Regions from separate parts of the Sus scrofa genome. Here region 1 is linked to region 2. A link is a contact called in public Hi-C data. All regions are on one chromosome and are shown on one strand. The core of a region is the stretch at or near the end of the contact, and the rest is flanking DNA. Distances in the headings are between cores, read along the strand shown. Region 1 holds the start of BCL7C (B-cell CLL/lymphoma 7 protein family member C). Region 2 holds the start of ORAI3 (protein orai-3).

Region 1 (5,985 bases), core at 2,062-4,561, 50 kb before region 2:
AGCCTCCAGCAATTCTGGAACAGGCTCCTCCTTGGTCAGCATCGGGGGTTCATCCGTGCCGCCTGCAGGTATGCCCCCAGGATCTGGAACAGGAAGTTAACAGACATGCCCTGAGCAGCTGCTCTGCGCCACAGCACAGACCTGGAGGGAAACTCACACCCACCACATGAGCCTGCAGGCTGTGGGTGTGAGCAGGGAGCCAGGCACCGGGCTACCCTACCCGCTGGGAAGAAAACACAGGGAGGACATTTAGGTGGGATCCTGATGGGTGAGTGGATCTGATCATGTGGACAAACGGGGAAGTGGAGCACTTAGCAGGCAGAGGGAACACAGGCTTAGCGCAGATGCTGGGGCGGCACCGCCTGAGTCCGAATCTTTTTTTTGGGGGGGGGCATGCCTGGCATGTTGAAGTTCGCTCCCACTCAGGGATCGAACCCATGCCACAGCGACCCAAGCTGCTGCAATGACAACACTGGATTCTCGACCTGCTGCGCCACAAGGGAACTCCCTGAGTTCGAATCTTGACCTCGAGCAAGTGACTTAATTTCTCTAACCCTGTTTTCCCATCTGTCAAGTGGGGATAATTATAGTAATTACCACATCAGATGGTGTATGAATCAAAGGAGGTAACACAGGCAAAACCGTTAACACGGTTTTAATGCGGTGAGTGCTCGAGAAATGCCAATTATGGTTTTTTATATCAGTAAAGGTACACGAGCGTGTGCTACGATCCAGACACAGAACGGAGGCCTAAGTCCTGGTGTTCTTGGAAAGGAACAGTGAGGTCAGCAGGGGACGGTTCGGGAAGGGCCCAGAGTGCCAAGCTGAGGGGTCAAAGGTCAGAGGGAGCCATCGAAGGTTCTGAAGCTGGAAAATGACCCCATCAAACGCATGCTCTGGTAGCTGTGTGGGTGCAGCTGGAGGGGAACAGACCCATGAGGAGGCCGGAGCCGGGTGTGGGTTAGAGAGACGACAGGGCCTGGGCAGGCAGAGGAAGGCAGACAGACACATTGAGAGATGGATCTGATCAGACAGGGGACTGACTTTACGGGAAGAAAGAGGAGCTGATGAAGACTCAGGCCCAAGATCCTGGCTCGCTGGCTGGGTGAACTTGGGCAGCTTCTCTGGGTTTCGGGTATATCATCTCTCAATGGAGATCGTAGCCCTCATAGGGCTGCAGTGGGGATGAAATGAGATAAAACATGGAAAGAGCTTAGCGGGGTGTCGGGCACGCAGAAAGAGCTCAGTAAGTATTAGCTGTAACTATCACCGACTGTTAATCAGTCTTTTGATTATTACCTATTCCTCAACAAATATTTCTTGAGCACCTGCTAGGTGGTCCGCAGTGTTCCGAGGATACAGCCGAGAACAGGATCAAGATGGGCCCAACCTTCAGGAAGCGGACAGGAGGTGGGAATGGGGAAGAAAGATATTTAACTACTCAAAAGCTAAATTTACATGAAAATCTGTGATAAGTTATCTACAGACCCAAAGAAGCCAGAGGAAGGCCAAAGGCCCTAGAGGAAAGGCAGTCACTTTCCACAGGACTCAGGGATGGTCTCCAGAAGACTCGACACAGGAGGGGGACCAGACAGAGGACAAGTGGGGGGCTGCAACCTTGGAGAGGACAAGACACAGAGGAGAAGGTTCCTGGGAGGCACCTGGTCCTACCTCTCTCCTGGCCCAGCTGTGGGGGCTGAGCATCCTCAGGGACCCCTTCCGGTGGTCCAGCAGGTGACACAGGGCGGCTGGGCTGGGGGGTGCCCCCAGGGCTGGGCTCCGTGCCCTTTTGCAGGGAGCCTTCTGAATGGAAGCTCTGGTTACTGTTCTCATCTGTGGGAGCAAGAGCAGAAAGGGTTGGGTCTGAGGCGCCCAATCCCCTCCTTCATTCCCCACCGCTGCCCCAAAGCCCAGCCAGCATCCCCGACATACCGTTGAGATCGAGCAGGATGAGAGGGCCCCCCCCTCGGGGACTGGCGCCCCTGCCCCTCCGCTCGCGGCCTCGGGATCGCTCTGCGCCGCCACCTGCCCTCCGACGCTCCTGGGGGTTAGAGGACGAAGGGTTACAGTCAGCTTTCTAGTTAGTGCTTGCAAAGCCCCCACTGAACAAATAACGACATTGAGGCACAGAGAAGCAGAAGGCCCTCCGTGAGCGACAGGTTGTGCGCCACGGCGGCGGCGGCGGCGGCGTTAGGCCGTGAACTCAGGGGGTCTGGTGGCGGGGGAGGGGAAAGAGGCGGAGTTGCTAATAATTGTTAACATCTGTTCCCGAGGCTGCATGTAAGGTCTAAGTGGGGACTGGAGGTGGAGGCCAGCCGCCGGGAGGGGCTTGCCCGAGGTGGCCCAGATGCAGGGCCTGGTGTGGGGGAGCTTGCTCACCTCTTCCTGGGGGTCCACCACTGGCACCCACTTGAAGATACGCAGGGAAGTGTCACCCACAGTCACCCAGCGCTTCTCCCTGTGGGACGGTGGAGGGACGGGGTCAGAGAGGCCTGAGGAGAGAGCCAGCCCAGGAGCTGGATGTATCTGGGGATACGTGTGGAGGTGGGGGTGGTGCGCAAAAGAAGCGGCAGCGTGGCTAATGGGACTTGGAGGGAGAAGCCCGGCAGACCTCAGGGCATAGGTGGGGGGCGGGAGAAAGAGAGAGAGGGAGAGAAAAAAAAATAGGCTGGGGTCACGACGCGGCAGACCCCTGGGGTATACATGGAGAGCGCGACTATAGGCCTGGGACCACAGCCTCGAAGATCCCGGGGCACACTTGCGGGAGGAGTGTCAAAGCTTTAGGGGGCGGGGCATAAAGGGGGGGTTCCAGCTCTGGGAGGGCAGGGCTGGGGAACACGCTTTGTAGACCCCAGGGTGTAGCCAGGAGAAGAGAGATAGAGCCCTGCAGATCCAGGACGCAGCTGGGGGCGGCGGGGGAGAGGGGCACACCTAACACCTGGGGGCCACAGGTGGCGGAGGGGGTGTGGACGTGTCGGGGGAGGAATGGCCCGCCGTGGCCCGTCCCTGGCCCCCGGGGCAGCGCTCACCATCTCCGGACCTTCTCGATGGTCGCCATCACCTTCTTGATGTCATCCTTGGCCCGGCTCCGGGTCTCGGCCCGCACGGTCCGGCCGGCCATGCTGGCGGGGCTGGGGCCGAGGCCGAGCCCGCGGCTGGGCCGCCTCCCGTCCGGCGGGCTCAGGCTCGGCGCCAGGCCGGGGCGCCGCTCTCTCGGCCTGTCGCCCCTCCGGGAGTTGGCCGCGCCCTCCCTCGCTCCCCAACGCCTCCGCGAGTCCCCGCCCCGCTTCCTGCCGCCGCGCCCCGCCCCGGCCCGTCCCCGGAGCCGCCCGGCGGCGCGGGCGGCCAGAGCCCAGGCCTGGAAGCCGGCCGGCCCCGCCCCGACCGGGCCCGCCGCCTCCGCCTCGAGGCGCCCGGACGCGCAGCGCCCCCTGCCCGCGGCCGAGAGGGAGGTTGGGGCAGCTCGGCGACTGGACGCGCGCGGCGGGGCTGCGGCCGTGCGTTCAGACCACGTGGGCGCCAGGGGGCGCGAGAGGATCTGTGTCCCGGGTGCGACCGCTGCGCGTGGGTGGACCCTGGAACGGTGTGTGTGTTTGTGTGTGTGTGTTTGCGTGTGTGTGTGTCCCTTGCTCGGCTGCCTGGTTCTACGCTGCAACTATCTCTTCATCCATTCATTCTACAGGCTATTAACTGAGGGCCAGTTACGTGCCAGACACTGTAAATGTACTGAGTGCCTCTTCCACCCTCCAGAATGGCTCAGATGAGACCTTGCCAAGTGGAGGCGAAGTAGAGCAACTGGACCTCTCATATTTCTGGGGGAGTGTAAATTGATAGAGACACTTTGGAAAGCTGGCGCTTTTCTAGTGAAACCGAACGTACACCAACCCTGTGACCCAGCAGTTCCGCTCCTGGATGGTTAACACCCATCAGAAATGCGTGGGTAGGAGCCCCAAGGGACCTGTACTGGAATGTCCATAGCTCTGTTCCTAAGCGCCTCAGGCTAGAAACAACCCATCCACAGGGCCATGGAAAATAAATTGTAGCCTGTTCACACCATGGACGACAGGGCAAGGAGAGTGATGTCCTGCTACACACAACATGGGGACGTCTCGTGAAAGAGGTCAGAGAAGCAATACGCCCTGTGATCCCATTCAGAGAAAGTTCTGGACAAAACCAATAAATGGTGCGAAACACCGGGGAGAGTGGTCACCCTGGGGACTGGGAGGGGCTAAGAGGGGCCTCTGGGAACTGGTCAGATTCCGTTTCTTAATCTGGTGCTGGTTCCCACGGCATATTTACTCTTGGAAAATTCGCGGAGCTGTACATATAGGATGTGTGTACTTTACCCTGTGTCTATAGCACGTCAATGAAAAGCTTACTTAAAATACATGTGTCTTGGTTGATTTTGTTTGAGGCTGTGTTTGCCAGCAGGTATGACATTCTAAATTTGTGTTGCTGTGTGTGAATGTGTCAAGGGTGTGGCTCTCGGGTCTGTGTGTTTTGGTGTGACTATGTTCAGAGGTGGTTATGACATCATTTCTGGGCCAAATCGCTGGGGTAAAATCCCAGCTCTGCTTGTCCAGTGACCTCAAACAAGTCACTTATCACTATTTTCTCAGCTGTAACATGGGAATGAGTTAATATACATGTAACTCTTAGAACAGCATCTTGCGCATAGTAAATACCCAACAAGAGTCACTGTTAATATGCGCGTGATGGTGCCACATGCTGTGCCCTCTGCCAGTTGTTCCCTTTCTTCCTTTATTCTGGCAGTTGTCTGCTCATGGTGAAATACTTAAAGACACAGGGGCCTCCTTCCCAGTTCACATTACCTGCTTTTGTCTGTGGTCTCACTATCAGATTGAGCTCCTCAGGGGGCCAGAGACTAAGAATGGATCCCCTCTGGGGCCCAGAGCCCAGGACAGAGGGGGTACTTGGGAACCATTTGTGGGAATAAGTAAGTGTGTACGGACCGGTCAGCGTTTGTCCTCATCGGGTTTGTGGGTAGATGTGTGGGTGTGACTCCCTGGACCTATCTCTGAAGCTTGTTCCAGCGCAAGAAGCCTTCAGTAGATGCGGGTGTGTCGGAAGGGTTCTCTTACTGGTAAGACGAGGTGGTGGTCCCCTCCTAGTAGCTGTGACTATGAGAGCAAGGGCAGAAGGCATCTGCAATAGGCCAGGAGGTGTTTATGCCAGCAGGTGTGGCCCAAGCCTGAGGGCCCCCATCTCGGCCTCTCAAGCACCTGGCTCTCCCCTTCCCTTCCCCGCCAAGAGGGAGGGCCAGCACATTCCAGGCCTGCCAGCTGCGCCCTCTCCTATCCCCCCAGTTTTCTCGGAAAAAACAGCCCAGAGGCCAAGACTAACCCCAGGTCGGAGCCTGAGCCTTCTCCTCTCATTGGGACCCAGGCTGCCTCCCAGGCCCTGGCACCCAAGCCTGAGTCCAACCTGCAGACATCCTGCTGCCCTCCTCAGGCCCCCTCCCCGACGAGGCTGCGCAAGCAAGGACCTGAGCTCAGGGCCAAGGAATCCTGCCTGGGGCGGCGGGGGGCGGGGTGGTGAGGGGGGGGTAGATTGTTGGGGTCTGAGCCGTGATTGGCTACGCCCCGGCCACGCCCCTACCCTTTTCCCCCTTCTCCCCCCTCGGAAGGGGGGCGTGGAGGCTACCAGGATCAGCCAGGGGACAGCATGAACCGGAGGGAGGGAAGTCTGGGTAAGGGACTGAAGGGTCAGATGCCGAGTGCCTGAGGGGAGCAGGGGTCAGAAGGGCTGGAAGCTGGAGTCTGGGTCCCCGCCACCCCTAGGTACGGGAAGGGAGCGGCCTGAGTGGGGGAGAGCAGGGCCCCGGTGTCAGGTAACGAGCGGGTGAGTTGTGGGTGAGCTGGGGGCAGGGGCAAACGCCAGAGTTTAGAGGAGGCCTGGGGCTGTGCCTTCAGGGATTTGGACTCAGGAGGTAGATCCTGGGTTCGAGTACACCTTGGGGGAGGA
Region 2 (6,326 bases), core at 3,077-5,576:
AAGTGGTGGGTGGCGCAGGACCCCAGGTAGTACACCTCACCACCCAGCTTCGGCATCATCAACAGGTGAAAGGAACGCACAGTGATGCCAGATCTCACAGTTTTTCAAGGAAAAGCTCCATATCTAAATTTCTTTATTAAAATGTCCTTTTTGGTAGCATTAGTCATTAAGAAAATTTTTAGCACTGTGCAGATTCCATAAAACACTTGTGTAGGCTAGTTTCCTGACTTTGTGACATCTGATCTGGTTTATTTAGGGGCCAGGCTGATGCCTGGGAAGCCGATAGCATTGTGGTAAGAGTTTGGGCTTAGGATCACAAGGCCTGGTGTCCTGGCTCTGTTAATTCATAGTCATGCGATCTTGGATAGATTGCTCAATGATTTAAGCCTCCCATTTTCTGATCTGTAAACAGAAATGATGATCAGAGAACTTGCCTTCCAAGACAGTGATTCTTCTGTGGTCTCTGGACCAGCCCCTCACCATCGCTGGAGAACTTGTTAGGAAATAACCTCTGAGGCCCCTGCCTTGAGACACCTAATCTCTGGGGACAGGACCAGTGATCCATTTTAACCAGTTCACCAGGGAGATGCAGAAGCCTCTCTAGTTGGAGAGCCACTGGCCCAGGGACAGGCAGCCACTTAGTGGTATCTGGCCCATGACAGGTGCTCAGTCCATGGCTGCTGGTACATTTAGGTACAAAAACCAAAGGCATTTGGTTACAAAAACCGAGAAAGGAAATGCAAGATTGGAAGTTCTTTTGCGGCACAGCAGGTTACGGATTGGATGTTGTCACTGCAGCAGCTGGGGTCACTCTTGTGCAGGTTCAGGTTCGATCCCTGGCCCTGGAAAGTTCCATGTCATGGGTGAGGACAAAAAAAAAAAAAAAGGCGTTCCTGTTGTGGCTCAGTGGTAACAAACCCAACTAGGATCCAGGCTGGATCCCTGGCCTCACCTAGTGGGTTAAGGATCCCGTGTTGCTGTGAGCTGTGGTGTAGGTCACAGACACGGCTCGGATCCTGTGTTGCTGTAGCTGTGACATAGGCCGGCAGCTGTAGCTCTGATTTGACCCCTAGCCTGTGTACTTCCATAAGAAAGAAATACAGGATTGTGGCAGATACAATAAAAGGAAAGATTTGGGTGCAGAGATGAGGGGCGGGAGCTCTTCTACCCCAGAAATGGAGGAAGGGGAGGCCCCTGAGCTCTGTCCTGGAAGCCAGGGCCCCTGGCCAGGCAGGGGATTGAGCACAGGTGGCCATAAGCAGAGTCACTCAGGGCAGAGTTGCCTGTGAAGTTTGGCCCAGATATCTGGGGTGAGGGAGAAGATTTTGGAGCTGCGATGGAGGCCAGACCTTGCAGGAACTGGAATGTTCTACCAAGGCAATGGGACTTCTTAGATGCCCTCAGAGAGGTTCTAGCCAAGGAGGGAGGAGGGAGGTGGTCCCGTTCGTGTTTGAGAACAGCTCTGTGGATGCTGGACGAGGAGGAGGGACAGGAGTGAGTGAGGAGGCAGGAGTTCAGGCAAGAGGAGTGTGGCCCCAGCGGTGACGGGGTGAATGGCAAGAAAGGGATCCAGGTGGGGGGTTCACTGATCACAGAAGAAGAGCAGGATGTGCCCCAGGACCCTGCTGGGACAGCAGTCCTGTCGGGGGTGTCATTTATTCAATGAGCACTTGTGTCCCAGTTCCTGGGCATAAGAGCAAGAACAGGACAGACAGAAATTCTTGCCTTCATGGAACTGACATTCCAGTGGGACAGGAGAAAAGACATATAGTGTCAGATGGGGAGAAAAAGAAGGGAATGGAGGTCCCTCTTGGCACAGCGGGTTAAGGACCCAGGGTTGTCACTGCTGTGGCTGGGGTGCCACCCCTGGCCTGGGAATTTCTGCATGCTTGGGGGTGTGGCAGAAAAAGGTGGGGAGGGCAGGGAGGCGGAATGTTGCGGTTTGAAATGGAGTAATCCTGGAAGGCTACCTGAGGAGGCAGCGTGAGCGACGGCAGATGAACGGAGGTCGGGCTTTGTGGGTTCGGGGGAGAAGAGCAAACGGAGGCTCCCTTAGAGTGGGGAAGCAGGCCTGGGGCGGTGAGGAAGGAGTGTGCAGAGCGAGCTGGTGCGGTGCGGGAGCAGCCCGAGTGCTGACCTCTTCTCTGCCTGCCCAGGGCAAACGGAGAGCCGAGGGCGGCTGCAGGGGGTCGCTGAGCTGCGCCTGGCGGGTCTGGAGCTGACGGACGCCTCCTTGCGGCTCCTGCTGCGCCACGCGCCCCAGCTGAGCGCCCTGGACCTGAGCCACTGCGCCCACGTTGGGGATCCCAGCGTCCACCTCCTCACGGCCCCCACCTCCCCGCTCCGAGAGACCCTGGTACACCTCAACCTCGCTGGTAAGATTGTCCGTCCATCCTGCTGGCCTCCTGGTCCCTGCGGTCGGTGCCTCCGCCACCTCACCTTCCTGGTCTCCTCTGCCCCAACCCCAGGTTGCCACCGCCTCACGGACCACTGCCTCCCGCTGTTCCGCCGCTGCCCGCGCCTCCGCCGCCTAGACCTGCGCTCCTGCCGCCAGCTCTCACCTGAAGCTTGTGCCCGGCTGGCAGCCGCCGGGCCCCCTGGCCCCTTCCGCTGCCCAGAGGAGAAGCTGCTTCTCAAGGACAGCTAGTTGGGTGCCCCCCACCCTCCCCCGGGACTCATCAGGAGCCTGGACCTCAGGCCTTCATTTCACCCCTGCCAGGAGGCCAGGTTACCCACCTCATGACTTGGGATTCCTGAGTTTTATGACTTGGGATTCCTGCCCAGGGACTCGAGCCAGCCTCCCCGCTCTCTACCCCCTGCACTGATATCTCTGGGGGTCTCTCCTTCCCCTCCCCTCACCCTTCCACCTGCTTCATTGTCCATCCCCTGGGGGGAGTGGGTCCGAGGTACTGGGGGGTGCTGAGCCAAAGGGATGGTGGGAGGGGGGTTGAGGTGCAAGTTTGAGGGAGGGAGAGCGGGAAAGGGTATCTGCGCACAGGATACTGGGAGCCAGGGGGCTGGGGGAGCTGGAGGATGGGCCGGGGGTGGGGGGACGGGCGGAAAGCAGACCACCAAGGGTTCCGGGAACAAAGACCAGATACTTGGAGTTGGGGGGTGGGGGTGGGGCCAAAAAGGGAAACCAGAGGAGCAATTGGGGAATCCAGGTGTCAGAGATGAGGGGACTCGGGGAACCAGGGGAAAGCCAGGGCTGAGTGAGGGGTGGGGGCAAGAGCAGGTGTGGGGGCGGTAGGACCCCCTCGGGGTCACCCCTCTCCTTCCTCCCTCCTCAGATTTCAGTTCCTTCCCCCCAACCCTGACTCCTTGAACGTCACTGACAATGGCAGCTATTGTGAGGAGTGGGGGCTGCGGCCTACCCGCTGTTCAGCGCGGCCCTGGGGAGTGGTGAGGGGTACCCCAGCCCCCTACCTGCCTCCCCGCACTATACTTGAACATTCATCTGTACTGAAGTGTTACTTGAACCGGGGGAACCTCGGACCTGGGGGAGCCGGAGTGTGAGGGGACGGGACCAGCTTGGACTGAGACTGGACCGGTGGACACCCAGTTTGGACTGTACCACCCCCAGGCTCTCTCTTGCTTTACTGTATTGACCAACTCCACCCCTCCCTCCTGACCTGAGGTGGGGGTGGGGTGGGGTGCCAGCCCAATGATGGGGAAGATGGGACTCCTCCAGCTTGGCTCTTCCCACTCTTTCATCGTCATGGAAACTTGTATCCCATTTGCCCAGGGAACTGCCACTCCTGGTTGCCATGGAATTAGCAGCCAATGGACACCTCCCAAAGCCAGTGCTAAGGCTGGAAATGGCCCCTCTTAGTTGCCATGGGAACTTAGTAACAGACTGTTGGCCCTCCCTTTCCCTTGCCTCCACTGCGGGGGCGGGGCTTGGGGAGCCAGGGGGAGGAGTCGGGGCCAGGTCCCGCCCCTCATCCCTGGCCTCCCTGGGGAGCCAGGATGTACCATGTAGGGGAGGGGGGATCTATCCACATACCTCAGGTAACAGGGAGGTGCGCGGGTGGGGGGAGGGGCTGGGCGGACCAAAGGCCGGAAGGGAGGGGGTCCTGGGGATCGCGAAAGGCTTGAGGATGGGGCCGCTTGGGGGAGGGGGAGGAGGCAGCCCGGCGGGGGACAAGTAGGGGACCCAGCCGGGCTGGGCCCCTGGGCCCCGGGTCTGTATAATACGGTTTGCTATAAAACTCAAAATCTTCCAGCCGGGGCTGCCGAGTTCGTGTGTCTTGTCTGTGGCGGGGGCGGGGCGTGACCAGGGTGTTCTTTCAGGTTCTGGGAGGAGGGGGCTCGTTTGAGTGGATCCCGGGGCTTGGGGAGGGGGGCGCCTAGGTCCTACTAAGCTTCCCAAAATTGAGGATGCTGGGCCTCCTGCGGGCCCTCCGGTTGGGTGGGCTCACGATTTAGGTAAGGGTTTGGAGTTTGGTCGTTGGAAGTGTCCAGGTGTTCTTGGAGTGGGCCAGGGCCCGGGAACTCCCTCCTAGCCACGGGCTAGGGCTGGCCCTTCATCTCCGCGGGGCTTAAGCGCCTAGAGGAAGTTCCCGGTGGACTGGGGTCTCGGGGTCCCTTGGGCTCTCTGCCGATGGTCCCCCCGGCTCCACCCCATCATGTGGCCGCCCCGGCTCCGCCTCCGCCCCAGTTCCTGTTTCGGCCTCGGCTGTCCTGCTTCAGCCCCTAGGGCTCCCCTCAGACGCCTGCTCTTCCTGCTCCGCCCGGGCCACGTCTTCCCGGGTGCTCGCCGCTCGCATCCTCGCTCGCCCCGCCGGGGGATGGGCCCTTCCCCTGGCCTGGGCCGACCCTGCTGGGGTCCCCGAGGCGACTCGGCCCCACCTTGACCGACCAGCCCGCCCGGTGCTGTGGCCCCCAGAATGAAGGGCGGCGAGGGGGACGCGGGCGAACAGGCCCCGTTGAACCCGGAGGCCGAGAGCCCCGCGGGCTCGGCCACGTACCGAGAGTTCGTGCACCGCGGCTACTTGGACCTCATGGGGGCCAGTCAGCACTCGCTGCGGGCGCTCAGCTGGCGCCGCCTCTACCTCAGCCGGGCCAAGCTCAAAGCCTCCAGCCGCACGTCTGCCCTGCTCTCGGGCTTCGCCATGGTGAGGGGAGGGGAGGGAAGGGGCGCACAGGGAGGGAGCGAGGCACGTGGGAGGGACCGCGCCCGCGCTGGAACGATGTGAACGGGTACCCAAGGGGGACAGGGTGAAGGGAAGGCAGAGAGCGGTTTTTAAGAGAGAAAAGGGGAATAAACGAGGTCTCAAGGGACTACACATGTCTCTTAGGGTGTGGGTGGGGTGTGTAAACAGGCCCCTAGCATTAACTGGACCAGAGGGAAGACTAATCCCAAGGCATGGGGGACACAAATAATGTTTTGGAGGCAGACAAGTCACCAAGGGGGGAAACGTGTGCAAGGCTGGAGCAGAGAGGTACAGAAGGAGCGCAGTCCAGCACAAGTGGTTGCTAGGTCCCCATGAGAGGTGCAAAGACGAATCAGACAAATCAGAGCTGGGGCGGGGAGGGGGTGTTGAGAGAATAAACTACATGGCCACCCAACAAGTGGGCCCATAGCAAGGAGGGCGGCCAGGCCCCACCTGGCACAGAGTGCTTCGTGTAGGCCACAGAAGCTTTGGTAAGGAAGGATGCCTGTGAAGAAGCCCCTAGGGAGAGAAGCTGTTGAGGAAGCTGATAGATGATTCTAGAGATGATAAACTCCAAGTGTGAGCAGATGATATCAGCTAACGGTTCACATCCGTATCAGCCTCACAGGAAGTGGGACCAGGGAGGGGAGGTCCTGTGGTGAGGAGTCAGCAGACATAAGTCCTGGCTCCTTGCAGCCTGTGCTTAGCTGTGTGACCCTGGATAGGCCTCCACCCCCTCACGGGCCAGTGGGAAGTTGTGGGACCATGGAGGGTGCGCCCTCTGTATCCTGCCAAGTACCAGCCCCAAGGTGAGCCAATTCTCATCATCAAACCCCAGGTCTGAGCATGTCAGAGCAAGACGCACATCAGGGGTGGGCGAGACTACCTCTTAACTGGACAGGCGTGGAGATCAAGGTCCAGAATAGGGCAGTGGCTCTGCCAAGAGCACTCAGCAGATGAAGGATAGAGGATAAACTAGGACCCAGGGTCGCTGAACTGTTAGTCCAGGGTTTCCCATCATCACAACAGGAAGGGGAAAATGGGCTGGAGGGGGATCCTCATAGGAACATGACAGGGCTGTCAGGATGGGGGCGAAAAGGGGTCGTAGCACTAGGTGATTTGGCTTAGTCCCCGCCCACTTTGCCACAACCTCTGCATTTGAATGATGAG

What was found. A called contact is a pair of places that touch in the nucleus more often than the background predicts.
Region 1: a Hi-C map of liver shows a contact between it and region 2, with 4 times the contacts expected there. The contact joins the promoter of BCL7C here to the promoter of ORAI3 in region 2. A contact is called at or near these places in 1 of 5 promoter capture datasets (fetal liver), 3 of 47 Hi-C or Micro-C datasets (embryonic fibroblasts, heart right ventricle and liver) and 2 of 2 datasets of contacts at active chromatin or transcription factors (alveolar macrophages and skeletal muscle).

The regions. Positions count from the first base shown.
Region 1 is chr3:17,544,872-17,550,856 of Sscrofa11.1, reverse strand. BCL7C (B-cell CLL/lymphoma 7 protein family member C) reads right to left here and starts at 3,311. Exons shown (of 6, transcript XM_013995586.2): 1 at 3,030-3,311; 2 at 2,380-2,458; 3 at 1,933-2,041; 4 at 1,672-1,833; 5 at 1-83. The coding sequence starts at 3,121. LOC100736818 (cardiotrophin-1) reads left to right here and starts at 5,607. Exons shown (of 3, transcript XM_021086414.1): 1 at 5,607-5,710. The coding sequence starts at 5,686.
Region 2 is chr3:17,495,391-17,501,716 of Sscrofa11.1, reverse strand. It overlaps ORAI3 (protein orai-3), which reads left to right and starts at 4,326. Exons shown (of 2, transcript XM_003481021.4): 1 at 4,326-5,117. The coding sequence starts at 4,890. It overlaps FBXL19 (F-box/LRR-repeat protein 19), which reads left to right. Exons shown (of 12, transcript XM_013987711.2): 11 at 2,157-2,375; 12 at 2,469-4,231. The coding sequence ends at 2,647.